2 separate regions of the Mus musculus genome follow, and region 1 is linked to region 2. A link is a contact called in public HiChIP or PLAC-seq data. All regions are on one chromosome and are shown on one strand. Each heading gives the region's core, a stretch centred on a gene start, on an enhancer-like site or on the middle of the called end of the contact. The rest is flanking DNA. Distances are from core to core; before and after follow the strand shown.

What was found. HiChIP or PLAC-seq counts read pairs in DNA pulled down with a chosen protein or histone mark.
Region 1: a contact with region 2 is called in an H3K4me3 HiChIP or PLAC-seq map of bone marrow-derived macrophages, with 5 times the contacts expected there. The contact joins the promoter of Oma1 here to the promoter of Insl5 in region 2. A contact is called at or near these places in 11 of 39 promoter capture datasets (the 3T3-L1 cell line, the C10 cell line, the HPC-7 cell line and 6 more), 1 of 115 datasets of contacts at active chromatin or transcription factors (bone marrow-derived macrophages) and 1 of 9 other capture datasets (liver).

The regions. Positions count from the first base shown.
Region 1 is chr4:103,310,418-103,317,722 of GRCm38.p6, forward strand. Oma1 (OMA1 zinc metallopeptidase) reads left to right here and starts at 3,429. Exons shown (of 9, transcript NM_025909.3): 1 at 3,429-3,466. Gm36523 (a long non-coding RNA gene) reads right to left here and starts at 3,305. Exons shown (of 6, transcript XR_867961.2): 1 at 3,055-3,305; 2 at 1-1,741. 4930456L15Rik (RIKEN cDNA 4930456L15 gene) reads left to right here. Exons shown (of 4, transcript NR_045887.1): 4 at 1,168-1,415.
Region 2 is chr4:103,021,718-103,028,895 of GRCm38.p6, forward strand. Insl5 (insulin-like 5) reads right to left here and starts at 5,011. Exons shown (of 2, transcript NM_011831.2): 1 at 4,801-5,011. The coding sequence starts at 4,975.

The DNA.
Region 1 (7,305 bases), core at 2,179-4,678, 290 kb after region 2:
ATCTGGTTCTGAGTGAGTGCTGAGTGTATAGAGGGGCTGGAAGAGAGAAGGCCTTCTCTGAGAGATTTAGGCACTGTACTTTACAATGAAGCCCCCAACCGCAAGCTCCTGTGATCCTTAATGAAGGAGACAATCCTTGATGGAGACTAGTTCTTGGTTGTTCAAACTGCTTTATTGTTATGGAAGATGTCAATGCACACACCTTACTCAGGGTGAACCAGAGATTAACTATCTCTTGCAGGAAGGAACAGCTAGGACGGGAAGCTCATTGAGTGAACATTCTGCCTTATCTAGATACCTAACTAGCATGAAGAACCCCAGGCTTTTATGCTACATGATATGATCATTTGTCATTGTCCTCTCAGTGGGGTGACATGGTCATGTGTTGCAGGACAGGTAGAGCCTGGCTGGGAGCTGGTTCCATGCCTGCTGCTCTCAATTATGAGATCTCCTGGGGGGTTTTGAACCTCCTCCAACCTTACCAGTTCTTCTGCCTGGTGGCATAGTCCACTTGCCCCACAACCTTGTTGATGGCTTCTCTCCCCCAGCACTCCAGAACTATGAAAGCTATCCAGCAGGGAAGGATTTCTAGGTCAGCACAGGTGGATTTCTCTAAGTTTTGTCATCAAAATGTGTGATATCTTCTGCAATAGGGTCTTATCAAGTTCTGGTGAGAAACCAAAAGCAATGTCAATAGCCTGTGTTTGAGGGGTCTCTGGGAGTCCCAAGTCCAACCACTCAAGGGGAATATCCATACCTGTCAGTGGGTAGTTTATTTGTGACTTCTGGAAAGAACATTTTCCACGGTGTTGGGTAGCTCCATTTAAGTACATATTTAAGAAGTTTGTCGAGGTTTCCATGTTCTCCCCCAAGCATCCCAATGTTAATTATCCATTTCTCCACATCTTCCTCTGTCTTCTCTTCCCACCCCTTCCCCAAGTATCTGTCTGTTTGTTCCTCCATATCACCTGTGCTCTGTTCAGAGTGCAAAGAGCAAGTGGCTGTGATTTGTTCAGACACGAATGGGGACATCTACATCATACGCCTTCCTCTAAGGTTCAGAGAATATCACTGAAGAGGAGGTGGGGAGATTGTATGAGTCAGAGGTCAGGGCAGACTGGGGAGAAACAGTGTCATCTAAATATGACAGGACCATTGTATTTACAGCAGCTGTGGGAGCCTGTGTAAGACTTGCAGAAGACCAAGCCAGTCAATGGTCCAGCATGGAGTGGAAGGGGCTCAGATGAAGACCACTGACTCTGCATGGGAGCTATTGACGGCTGCTGGAGGAGGGGGTTCCCCTCCCCACTGGGGAGGTGGTGGTAGAGGGTGTTCTCTGGTAGGTCAATCACTCATTGGGTTTCCCACCCCACATGTGTGTATGGGCCACATTAATTAAACTCAGTGGGTTACTGAAAAAAAAAAAGAGGGCACGAAATTGTGAAGGGAATATGGGGTCATCCTGGAATATAATAGAAATACATTATAGGCATATATGAAATTCTCAAATAACAGAAATCTTATATTATAAAAAACCAAAACCACCAACAAAAATACAGAGCTGAAGTCCTTTAAGAAAGATAAGCATATGAAAGTGACCAATGTCAGGGCTTGATAGATGGCTCAGTGGTTAAGAGCACAGCTGCTCTTCCAGAAGTCCCGAGTTCAATTCCAAGCAACCACATAGCAATTCATCGTTGATGCCTTCTTCCGGTGTGCAGACTTACACACGTACAAAACACTTATGTAAGGAAATAAATATTGAAAAAAAGGAAGTGACCAATGTCAGAGACTGGAACCTCATTTTCATCCATGACCAAGAACTACATGTAAGAAACAAAACATGTCTACATGTCTAACATATAAATGAGGGGGCTGGCAGGCACTATGTAAATGGCTCATAAAATGTCTCAGCCAGTTATCATTGATCTTCTCCTGCCCCAGTCTTCCACGAGCTGGGACTAGAAGGGTGTGTCACTATACCCAGAAAAATATCACTATCTTTAAATGAAGTTAAGTATTGGTAAGTTACCATTAATTATAGCATACTGAATACTCACCCCAACCCCCTTCCCTTCCTTTTGGCTTTCTCTATCTATCTAATTCTCTTCTTACTTTTGTTGTGTTGTTGTTGTTGTTTTTTGTTGTTTTTGTTTTTTTAGGTTTTAAGACAGAGTCTTACTCTGTAGACCATGCTGACCTGGGATTGACCATGGAATCTGCCAACCTGGTTTTGAATTCAAAGTCATCTTCTGGTTTCAGCCTCTTAAATGGTAGAACTGAAGAGATAAACCACCATGCCCTCGTTTGAGTTTTAAAATGTTTAAGTTCTCTAGGGTTCTGTCTCCCAACTTCTATTTTCTCTTAACCCATCTACCCCTTTCCTCAATGGTACCCAAGGTCTGACTCATCTCTTCCTTACTGGTGACTCTGCTAGTTATGTTCCCAGCTCCCATTGGGTTGTAGAACCATGTTCACTCTATGACTGCTTATAAATATTTCCACAGCCCATCTAGCGGATGTGATGGATTGAATACGCCTAAACCTTCAGTGTAGTCATGCTCTCTGTCCACCTTTGTCAATCCCTGCTTCATGATGTCTTCCTTGCAGTAACCATATGATATTGATCACCACCATGAAGTGTCTGTCACACATTAGATAAATATTTGTTGAATACATAAATAGTTGAATACATAAATAGTATTTTTATCTTTAATGTGTGTCTTAGGTAGCCTATTAGAAAACCAGAATAATTCATATAATCACAAAGCATCTTTTTTTTTTTTGGCTCTGGTGGGTAGCTGCAGCTCCCACAGAATCATGCCTGCCAGTATTCACACTCCTTTGTAAAACATTCCCACAATGAAATCTGGTCTTAGGACACTCCAGGAGCTGTTGTCATGAATACTGCTGACCACTTATAAGTCTGGTGTCCTAGAGCGATCATGGTGAAACAGTCTTTCATATTTAGTCTTATTTTTATGCACCTTTATCTAGGACTGAGGGATGATTGTTAGTAAGTAATCGGGATGCTGGAGTTAATGTTATACCTACGATCAGAATGATCAGTGCAGCTTCAAGTCAAGGCATCATAGTTCTCCAGCAGCCCCTGGAATCGCTTTCCTTTTGGCAGAACTGGTGTAGAAACTACAGCAGGCACGGTTTTGCATGGATCCAACACAGCCATGCCAAGTACCAAGGAGGTGTAGAGTTCCTGGCAGGTAGCTTAAATCTGGGCTATCCTCCTCCCACCACACGGGGGCGAGACGGCGCCACAGTCCGTACAGCCGCAGCCGGCCAGGACTGGGACTGGGGAAACGGACTTGGCTCTCACAAGGGCGGAGCAAAAAGCGCCGGAGAGGTCCCCAGGGCAGGAAGTGAGGGGGCGGGGCTTGGGAAAGGTGTGCGCCTGCGCGGAGCCGGCTGTTGGATTCCGCTCGGGCTGTGGCTTCAGTGCGCGCTCACGGTGACGGCTCGGCGTTCTTCCAGAGCGGGGCGGGGAGGGCGGAGAGGGGAGCGGGGCCCGGGGGATTCGGGGACCGCGGTGGGCCTAGGCCGTGCCGGACGAGGCGAACGGCTCGGTGGGTGGAGCTTTCTGGAAGTTTGCCTCCCGCCTCGGGTGGTGGCTTCCTCCTAAGCGGCGCTTCCTCCAGGCGTTGCCGGTCTGGCCTGTGCGGGTCTCCCCTCCGCCTCGCCGCTCGTCCTTGTGCAGAGCGACACATGCTCTCCTGCCCCAGCTCGCAGCATTAGCGCAGTCGGAGCAGTTCCAGGGAGCTCATTGGTTTCCTCAAAAACTTGTATTCAAGGATCACTTGTTATAATACTTAGCACTCGCGGTGTGACGGGGAGCAACTGTGCTGGGGCAAACCTCCGCCAGAAATGTTAGTCCCAGCAGATGAAAACCCCACATTTGGAATTTAGGAGTTCATCGCCTCCTAGCGTCTCTCAAGGTCTTGGAGCCCTCTTAAAAGGATTTAACTTCATAGGCATCATCCCGAGCCAAGATGCAGGGGTGCGGTGTGACATTTGGAAGCTTAAGAGCCAACCCTGATAACTTACTTTTTTTTTTTTTTTTTTTTTTTAAGAAGCTGTCCATCATGTGTACTTAGCTGGAATGATTATTTTAAAGTGCATGTCCTATTTTTGCCAATCTGACAGCTGTTTCCATAGAAACTAGAGAAGAAATTGTAGTTTTCAGTAAGAGTTGTTAAAACTGTCTCCTAGCCATCAGCAGTGAGTGCGAGTGAGTGCGCACTACTTGCTCATTCTGAGATGGCACTTGAAGAACTAAGGGTTTGAAATGTTCTTAGAGGCTAGCAATCCAAATTGTGTAATTTTCTCACATCATTAATTTCCTAATCCTACAAGTCTGCCAGCTATGTTTGTTGGCCTGCCACAGTTCTTTGAAGAGCACACGTCAGTCCCAGTTCTTCTTAGGTGCTGTGTAGTGTAGTGACTGGCTCTTTGAAAATGTATAAACAGATTTCTTTCCCCATTAAAAACATTTTTTTTTTGAAGGATTAATCAGTGATTACGGATTAACAACTACGGTTTCTATTCTGGATGGCACTTGATTGCCAGTGTTAGAAATGCTAATGATTTTAATTATGTACCTAGTGTTTGGAGCTTTTGTTTTTACCTTCTATGGGTAGACTACGTTAAATATGTTTGCACCTGCTCTGAAATGAGCACTTTTCTCATGAGCAGATAGATCCCAGCAGTTCGAATAGGGTGCATGACATTTGGAAGAGAGTTTATTTTCTGAGGGGGGATATCTATACACTAGATGTTCTGTCATTTAGCAGTGGATGAAGGAGGCTTGGAGAAGGTGCCTTTGGAACTGGGAAGCTGGAAGCAACATTAGGAAGTTTATTGAAAAGCTCACAGATAACCAGTGGAAATTACAGAAGAGCTTGCTTGGCTTAGGATTCACAAAGTAACATACCCTGTAAACACTTAAATTGCCCAGAAAGAGGAAATACTGGATTCCTCATAAACACCGTTCTGCCCCCTGAATTTCACGTAGGCTTTTTATAAGACTTATATCTGTATCTATTCGTGTGTTTGTCTTTACTAGCTTTACTGATTGGGCAGGCATTTTTGTCTTGTCTTTGCTTTTTATCTGCTACACAGAGTGGCGTCTGACTTGTAGCATTCATTCCTATAATGATTTATCAATGAATTAATGAATCAATGACTAAAACAATCCTTAACCAATGAGATACAGGAATGTTTGGTTAAGATGATCAACTTTTATTAATTTGGTTGGCAACATTTTAAAATAGGTAAATTTCACATTAAGACTGAATTTGTAGCGTTTGCAGAAACGTTTGTAACATTTGGCAACATAAAAAACAAATTTTGTTATATAGTTGGGCCTCCTTTGTGTGACTGTTCACATCTGCCTGGCCTTGCTGCAGCTTGCCTGCATCTATCACACTAACCCGCACTGTGCAGAGCTGTCCTCTTATTCATTTTAATAAAAATGAAGCAGAGTACAAATTGTGCTCCTCATATGCACCTAGCCACACGCCAGGGCTGCCATAGTGGACAGCACAGGGAACATTCTATAGGAAGTCTTATGTAGTGTTGCTTTTGGCATTGGACTTTGCTTCTCCTGTTACCCTGTTGGACTGAAGTTTTGTTTTTAAATTGTCTTGAACAGCTCTGTGACTCAAGTGCTAGAGTACAGGCTCGCTCTTCTCAGCTTCAGGGCTCTTGCAGGTAGTAGCACGTCCTGCTGTTTGTAGATTAGCATATCATCTTGGTTATGGATCAGAGCAATGTATCTTAATTCATTTCTAAAGAAAGGGTTTCTTCCTGTAGGCTTGGCTGTCCTGGGACTCGATCTGTAGACCAGGGTGGCCTTGAACTCACAGAGATCCCTGCCAGCTTGTGCTTCCTGAGTGCTGGGATTAATGGTATGTGCCACCACTGCCCACCTGGTTTGATTTGCCTTCCTGAGGGATTGCTTTAGGTTCCTTAGAGGAGGGGTTGGTAGTGAACTAAAGTGAGGTAGTTACAATATAGTAAAATCTCTAACTCGGGGGCCCAAAAGTAGGATGAGCTGGGCTGAGGTAGTGAGGTAGATTGGCAGGGCTGACTTAAAGTGACCTTTGGTTTTTCTGGATGTTAACATCCTAAGGCTAAGTCTGTATAGTTGGGAACGTGGTTTGTAGAAGATTGGGAAGTTGGAGTAGGGAGCATCCCTCAGATTGTCTCATGACACAGTTACCATGGAAATGTTAACTTGCACATGGGTCTTGTACAGCTGCCTCCTGCCATGGGAATGTTGAGCTCATTTCTAGGTAAGACAGGGAGACTGGGTGAAGAGCAGGAGCTACCTTAGAGAGCCTCTGAAGCCCAGGCAGATGTGGAAAGCACAGTAGGGTCTCAGAACCATGAAGGCCTTCAGGCATCTTCTGCATGAGTCGGTAGTCAGCCTGTCTCAGCCCTGCCTTCCCCTCCCTGTGGTCTCTCACATATGGTAGGTACGTTTCGTCGTCCTTTTCTGTGCAAGCCTGTGCAGAGCCTTTCCTCCCAGGTCTAGCTTACCTGCCCTTTGTGTGCTGCGGCACCAACTATAGGCCCTACGTGGGTCTTTGTATTCATATGCTGGATACGGCGTAATGTGAAGTTTTCTCTGTGCTAAGTGTCTACCGATGTCTTTGAGACCAATGGCTACTAGGGACTAACATGACCTCCTGGCTCATTCTCTAAGTTGAGGTCATGCCTGGACAAGTGTCTGAGCTTTGTAACAGTAAATCATCAGATTTGAAGGGAAGAAATGTATTCATGTCATTTTTATAGTTTGATCTCTATTAAAAGAGCTTAAATATACTTTCCTATGTGAAACAGTTCAATTTTTTTTGTCTTTCTCCTACCAGTGTCTTAAGAACGACTTCTGCCTTGTGTAACTAGCTAGCTCACTGCTTTAACACGTGGAATTTAGTTATAACAACTCGAATATCCTTGTCTACTAATACTGCCATTTGTATTAGATAGGAGTCAGCTTCCTTTGATTAATATTTCTTTAATTCTGTGAATCTCATTTTCTGCTTGGTAATTTTAAATTGTGAATTACATGTTGCTAAATGTTTATTTTTTGATTCTTGAGTTTTTTTTGTTTTGTTTTGTTTTGTTTTTTAAATCCAAGATGTGGCTATTAGAAGCAGCTTGATCCTTTAGAGTGCTGTTTCTCTGGGTGTTTGTTTTAGTCTTTGCTATTGGGGCTAGAGCAGCTCTCACATCCGTGCTGGACTCTTTGGAGTTCCACCCAATTTCTGTGAATTACAAATGGGAACT
Region 2 (7,178 bases), core at 3,761-6,260:
AGACAGCAGGAAATAATCAAACTCAGGGGTGAAATCAACCAAGTGAAAAGAAGAAGAACTATTCAAAGAATTAACCAAACGAGGAGTTGGTTCTTTGAGAAAATCAACAAGATAGATAAACCCTTAGCTAGACTCACTAAAGGGCATAGGGACAAAATCCTAATTAACAAAATCAGAAATGAAAAGGGAGACATAACAACAGATCCTGAAGAAATCCAAAATACCATCAGATCCTTCTACAAAAGGCTATACTCAACAAAACTGGAAAACCTGGACGAAATGGACAAATTTCTGGACAGATACCAGGTACCAAAGTTGAATCAGGATCAAGTTGACCATCTAAACAGTCTCATATCACCTAAAGAAATAGAAGCAGTTATTAATAGTCTCCCAGCCAAAAAAAGCCCAGGACCAGACAGGTTTAGTGCAGAGTTCTATCAGACCTTCAAAGAAGATCTAATTCCAGTTCTGCACAAACTATTTCACAAAATAGAAGTAGAAGGTACTCTACCCAACTCATTTTATGAAGCCACTATTACTCTGATACCTAAATCACAGAAAGACCCAACAAAGATAGAGAACTTCAGACCAATTTCTCTTATGAATATCGATGCAAAAATCCTCAATAAAATTCTCGCTAACCGAATCCAAGAACACATTAAAGCAATCATCCATCCTGACCAAGTAGGTTTTATTCCAGGGATGCAGGGATGGTTTAATATACGAAAATCCATCAATGTAATCCATTATATAAACAAACTCAAAGACAAAAACCACATGATCATCTCGTTAGATGCAGAAAAAGCATTTGACAAGATCCAACACCCATTCATGATAAAAGTTTTGGAAAGATCAGGAATTCAAGGCCCATACCTAAACATGATAAAAGCAATCTACAGCAAACCAGTAGCCAACATCAAAGTAAATGGAGAGAAGCTGGAAGCAATCCCACTAAAATCAGGGACTAGACAAGGCTGCCCACTTTCTCCCTACCTTTTCAACATAGTACTTGAAGTATTAGCCAGAGCAATTCGACAACAAAAGGAGATCAAGGGGATACAAATTGGAAAAGAGGAAGTCAAAATATCACTTTTTGCAGATGATATGATAGTATATATAAGTGACCCTAAAAATTCTACCAGAGAACTCCTAAACCTGATAAACAGCTTCGGTGAAGTAGCTGGATATAAAATAAACTCAAACAAGTCAATGGCCTTTCTCTATACAAAGAATAAACAGGCTGAGAAAGAAATTAGGGAAACAACACCCTTCTCAATAGTCACAAATAATATAAAATATCTTGGCGTGACTCTAACTAAGGAAGTGAAAGATCTGTATGATAAAAACTTCAAATCTCTGAAGAAAGAAATTAAAGAAGATCTCAGAAGATGGAAAGATCTCCCATGCTCATGGATTGGCAGGATCAACATTGTAAAAATGGCTATCTTGCCAAAAGCAATCTACAGATTCAATGCAATCCCCATCAAAATTCCAACTCAATTCTTCAACGAATTAGAAGGAGAAATTTGCAAATTCGTCTGGAATAACAAAAAACCTAGGATAGCAAAAACTCTTCTCAAGGATAAAAGAACTTCTGGTGGAATCACCATGCCAGACCTAAAGCTTTACTACAGAGCAATTGTGATAAAAACTGCATGGTACTGGTATAGAGACAGACAAGTAGACCAATGGAATAGAATTGAAGACCCAGAAATGAACCCACACACCTATGGTCACTTGATCTTCGACAAGGGAGCTAAAACCATCCAGTGGAAGAAAGACAGCATTTTCAACAATTGGTGCTGACACAACTGGTTGTTATCGTGTAGAAGAATGCGAATCGATCCATACTTATCTCCTTGTACTAAGGTCAAATCTAAGTGGATCAAGGAACTTCACATAAAACCAGAAACACTGAAACTTATAGAGGAGAAAGTGGGGAAAAGCCTTGAAGATATGGGCACAGGGGAAAAATTCCTCAACAGAACAGCAATGGCTTGTGCTGTAAGATCGAGAATTGACAAATGGGACCTAATGAAACTCCAAAGTTTCTGCAAGGCAAAAGACACCGTCAATAAGACAAAAAGACCACCAACAGATTGGGAAAGAATCTTTACCTATCCTAAATCAGATAGGGGACTAATATCCAACATATATAAAGAACTCAAGAAGGTGGACTTCAGAAAATCAAATAACCCCATTAAAAAATGGGGCTCAGAGCTAAACGAAGAATTCTCACCTGAGGAATACCGAATAGCAGAGAAGCACCTGAAAAAATGTTCAACATCCTTAATCATCAGGGAAATGCAAATCAAAACAACCCTGAGATTCCACCTCACACCAGTCAGAATGGCTAAGATCAAAAATTCAGGTGACAGCAGATGCTGGCGTGGATGTGGAGAAAGAGGAACACTCCTCCATTGTTGGTGGGAGTGCAGGCTTGTACAACCACTCTGGAAATCAGTCTGGCGGTTCCTCAGAAAATTGGACATAGTACTACCGGAGGATCCAGCAATACCTCTCCTGGGCATATATCCAGAAGATGCCCCAACTGGTAAGAAAAACACATGCTCCACTATGTTCATAGCAGCCTTATTTATAATAGCCAGAAGCTGGAAAGAACCCAGATGCCCCTCAACAGAGGAATGGATACAGAAAATGTGGTACATCTACACAATGGAGTACTACTCAGCTATTAAAAAGAATGAATTTATGAAATTCCTAGCCAAATGGATGGACCTGGAGGGCATCATCCTGAGTGAGGTAACACATTCACAAAGGAACTCACACAATATGTACTCACTGATAAGTGGATATTAGCCCCAAACCTAGGATACCCAAGATATAAGATACAATTTCCTAAACGCATGAAACTCAAGAAAAATGAAGACTGAAGTGTGGATACTATGCCCCTCCTTAGAAGTGGGAACAAAACACCCTTGGAAGGAGTTACAGAGACAAAGTTTGGAGCTGAGATGAAAGGATGGACCATGTAGAGACTGCCATATCCAGGGATCCACCCCATAATCAGCATCCAAACGCTGACACCATTGCATACACTAGCAAGATTTTATCGAAAGGACCCAGATGTAGCTGTCTCTTGTGAGACTATGCCGGGGCCTAGCAAACACAGAAGTGGATGCTCACAGTCAGCTAATGGATGGATCACAGGGCCCCCAATGGAGGAACTAGAGAAAGTACTCAAGGAGCTAAAGGGAACTGCAACCCTATAGGTGGAACAACAATATGAACTAACCAGTACCCGGGAGCTCTTGACTCTAGCTGCATATGTATCAAAAGATGGCCTAGTCGGCCATCACTGGAAAGAGAGGCCCATTGGACACGCAAAATTTATATGCCCCAGTACATGGGAACGCCAGGGCCAAAAAGGGGGAGTTGGTGGGTAGGGGAGTGGGGGTGGGTGGGTATGGGGGACTTTTGGTATAGCATTGGAAATGTAAATGAGCTAAATACCTAATAAAAAAAATAAAAAAAAATAAATGTAGAGTAACTTGAAGCAATCCCACTAAAATCAGGGACTAGACAAGGTTGCCCACTCTCTCCCTACATATTCAATATAGTACTCAAAGTTTTAGCAAGAGCAATTAGACAAGAAAAGGAGGTCGTCAAAGGGATACAAATTGGAAAGGAATAAGTCAAAATATAACTATTTGCTGGAATTACAGTCATTTCTTAGCTGCCTAACATGGGCCTCTGAGTCATATCTCCAACCCTTTACCTCATAATTCATTACAAAGTTTGCAGAAAGAATTCCAGACAATCTTCTAAGTTCCTTGAATCGAAAACAGAAGTTGTATGATGTCAGCACATTACTGCTGCTGTGATAGCAGGTTGACACGGCACCCTGGGAATTCTGGTCATGTGTTCTCTATTGTTCACAACTTCCCTAATTCCTGCCCCACAACTTCTCAGTTTGACAGGCCCTTCAGGACCTCTGTCAAATTCTACCTTCTCTGTGATGTAAGTATCTACAGAAGCCTTCTCTTCACCTGGGGCACAGTATGTAATAGCAATGACATCAGTTCCTGAAGCAGGTAGGCCTGGCTTGTTTTCTGGCCTCACTGCTGAACGGCTGGGTAAACAGTTTTGTCCTTAATAAATGATAACCAGCAGCAGTAGCATGAGTTACTTCACTGGAGAGCTAAGTGATGTGTTGCCCCTGAAATTGCCTGGTACTTAATACGTGGTCAGCTGACTCAGGTCCTCCCCTTTACCCTTGTCTGGCATTTGCCTGAACTCTAACTTGATACATTCTGTCATCATCTGTGTGCAGGTAGATGTCTGGCCTCTTACAGCCTTCATTGCTCTGCCCACAGATGCTGAGCTCACTGAAGCCCCGTGCAACGAACCGGTTTTATTCAAAAGACTAAAGAATGGCAGTGTGTTGCTTTTTTAAAATGTAGCACGTTGGGCTGGTGAGATGGCTCAGTGGGTAAGAGCACCCGACTGCTCTTCCGAAGGTCCGAAGTTCAAATCCCAGCAACCACATGGTGGCTCACAACCATCCGGAATGAAATCTGACTCCCTCTTCTGGAGTGTCTGAAGACAGCTACAGTGTACTTACATATAATAAAAATAAATAAATCTTTAAAAAAAAAAATGTAGCACGTTTGCCTTTTTCCCAGGCCAAATTCCATAATATATTTTGATGATTAAGCCCCTACATTGATATACAACTGGATCAGAATTTCTTAGAGAAATACTAAGAAAATTGGGGGTGGGGTGGGGTGGTTAAAAAGGGGGTTCTAGAAAAATAAGTGAGGTGCGTGAATTCAATACCTTGTTGAGAGTGGAAATGCCCCTCCAGATGTCTCCTCCACCGTGAGCTGGCACAGATGTAGATAACTGTTCTCACGTAGTCCAGGCCACAGAGCTTCACAGTCTGCCTGCTTCTTACTTCCACCACAGCCAACAGAACTAAGAGGAGAAACAGAGCAAGAGTGGGGCCCTTCATCCTGCCGGAGAGCAAATGAGAAGCAATGTGGTCAGCAGTACCCAGTGGAGTTTTGAAGTTATCTCACCCTCTTGGACCATTTATACCAACCCCTCTGATGCTTTATCTTAATAGTCTTTACCTTATCTTAACAGTGTTTACTAAGCACATAGGTGACAGTGTGGAGGACCAGCCATGTGCGTTTTATGATTATTGCTGCTCACTCGGTCATCTGAACACATCTCACTTAGCATTGCTGCATCTTCTCAGGAGTCGCTGTGGAAATACAAGGCTTTTGGAAGCAGGGATGCATAAGCTTCAATGCCCACTTTACATTTGCTGACTGACCTAGAACAAGCTTTAAACTCTGAACGTCAATAGTGGTATCTCTCTAGCATGGGAGGCTTCGGGAGCAGAAGCAGCTTCTATGTCAATGCAGTGGGAAGTCACACAGTGATGAGGTCTGTCGGACTCAGATTTGATTCCTGGCTTTCCTCCCACAAGATCTAGAATCTAAAGCAATTTGTTTAAGTACTCTATTTTTTTATTCTTTTTTATTAGATATTTTCTTTATTTACATTTCAAATGCTATCCCGAAAGTTCCCTATACCCCCCACCCCGCCCTGTTCCCCTACCCACCCACTCCCACTTCTTAGCCCTGGCGCTCACCTGTACTGAGGCATATAAAGTTTTCAATACCAAGGGGCCTCTCTTCCCAATGATGGCCGACTAAGCCATCGTCTGCTACATATGCAGCTAGAGACACGAGCTCGGGGGGTACTGGTTAGTTCATATTGTAAGTACTCTATTTTTTTTTTAATGCTGGTAATAGTACTACCCACAGAATTGATGAGACAATGCCTGTCCTACTTTATATCAACAATAGTTTAGTTCTTGGCTACCATCTTCCCTTATGATCAGAATAGACTAGGAGAGATAACTTTTCTTCAGAGCTCAGAATCTCTGTGACTAGAATGTTCCTTGATACCCTTAATCTGTGAGTTTGGTCTGTCTGTCTCAGCATATACATTTCTATTACAGTAAAGCCAGATGTGTATTCCCAAACTGCCCAGTGGTGAAATACCTCTCTTGGTAAACCACTTGAAGCCCTTATCTAAACTAGGAGTTTGCTCAGGGTCATTTGAGAGCAAGAATGTCTCAGTTCCAGCTTTCTCCATCAGACTGACCTGCAGCCCTAGCGCTGAAGAATCACCTTGATTGATGCTTGAGGTGGGAGGGTCTAATCCACTGCCTGTGGTACGATCCCTACACAGATGGTCCAGGGCTCTCTAAAACTAAGCATGAGCCTGGGAGGAAGCTAGAGAATGAGCCAATACGAACCGTGCCTCCATGGGTTCTCCTTTGGTTCCCTGCCTTCAGCATCTGGCCGAACTTCCTCAGTGGTAGACCGAGATCTGAATGTAAACTGCAATAATCCTTCACCCCCATGCTGCTTTCGGTCAGAATATTATATCACAGCAACAGAAAACAGGCCAGAACAGCTACCTAAACCTGAATATAAATACACTCTGGAAACTAATAAAACCTGCAGTTGCCCCCAGCTGCTCTGTTAGATTCTAAATATTCTCTCTGCCCCCCTTTTTTCTTTAGTTCTTAGGGTCTCTCCAGTGATCTCGCTAATTTGGGGTGTGAATGAGAGGTCACCATGCTCTGAGCTCTGTCCATGGCTAAGTGCAGACAAGCTTGTCATCCCAGCCGCGGACACACTGACGAAGTCCGTGACCTCGAAAGAGAGCCCTCTGCAGCCAGCTTCGCACTGGCTGCTTTGGTTTTCTCATTTGTAAGTTGAGAAGTTTGAGTTTGGATTGTTTAAGGACTCTTTTGAACTCTAAGTGTCTAAGTCTTGGTGTGATTAACTGGTTCTGTCACTCCTACATTAAAAATCTTTCACCATTGGCGGCAGATCTTAAGGGAGGAGAGATAGAATTAAAGTGGTAAGACCCTGGGGAAATGGAGTAGGAGGAGATGTTTAAGTGGGGGAGGAGTAGGAGGGTAGGATAAAGGAACTAACACTAAGGATGTTTGGGGGAAAGCATGGAAACTTACCTACTATTTTCTGTTTCCTGAATATAAAAAGGTTTCATTGGAGTTATCCTACATGGGGGAGAATGCTCCTCCCAGAAGTCACAGGTTGCCAGGGAAAAGCCCGGTGATGGTTAGGGGCTATTCCCCTGGAACTGTTGGTCACGGAGAGTTCCTGAGA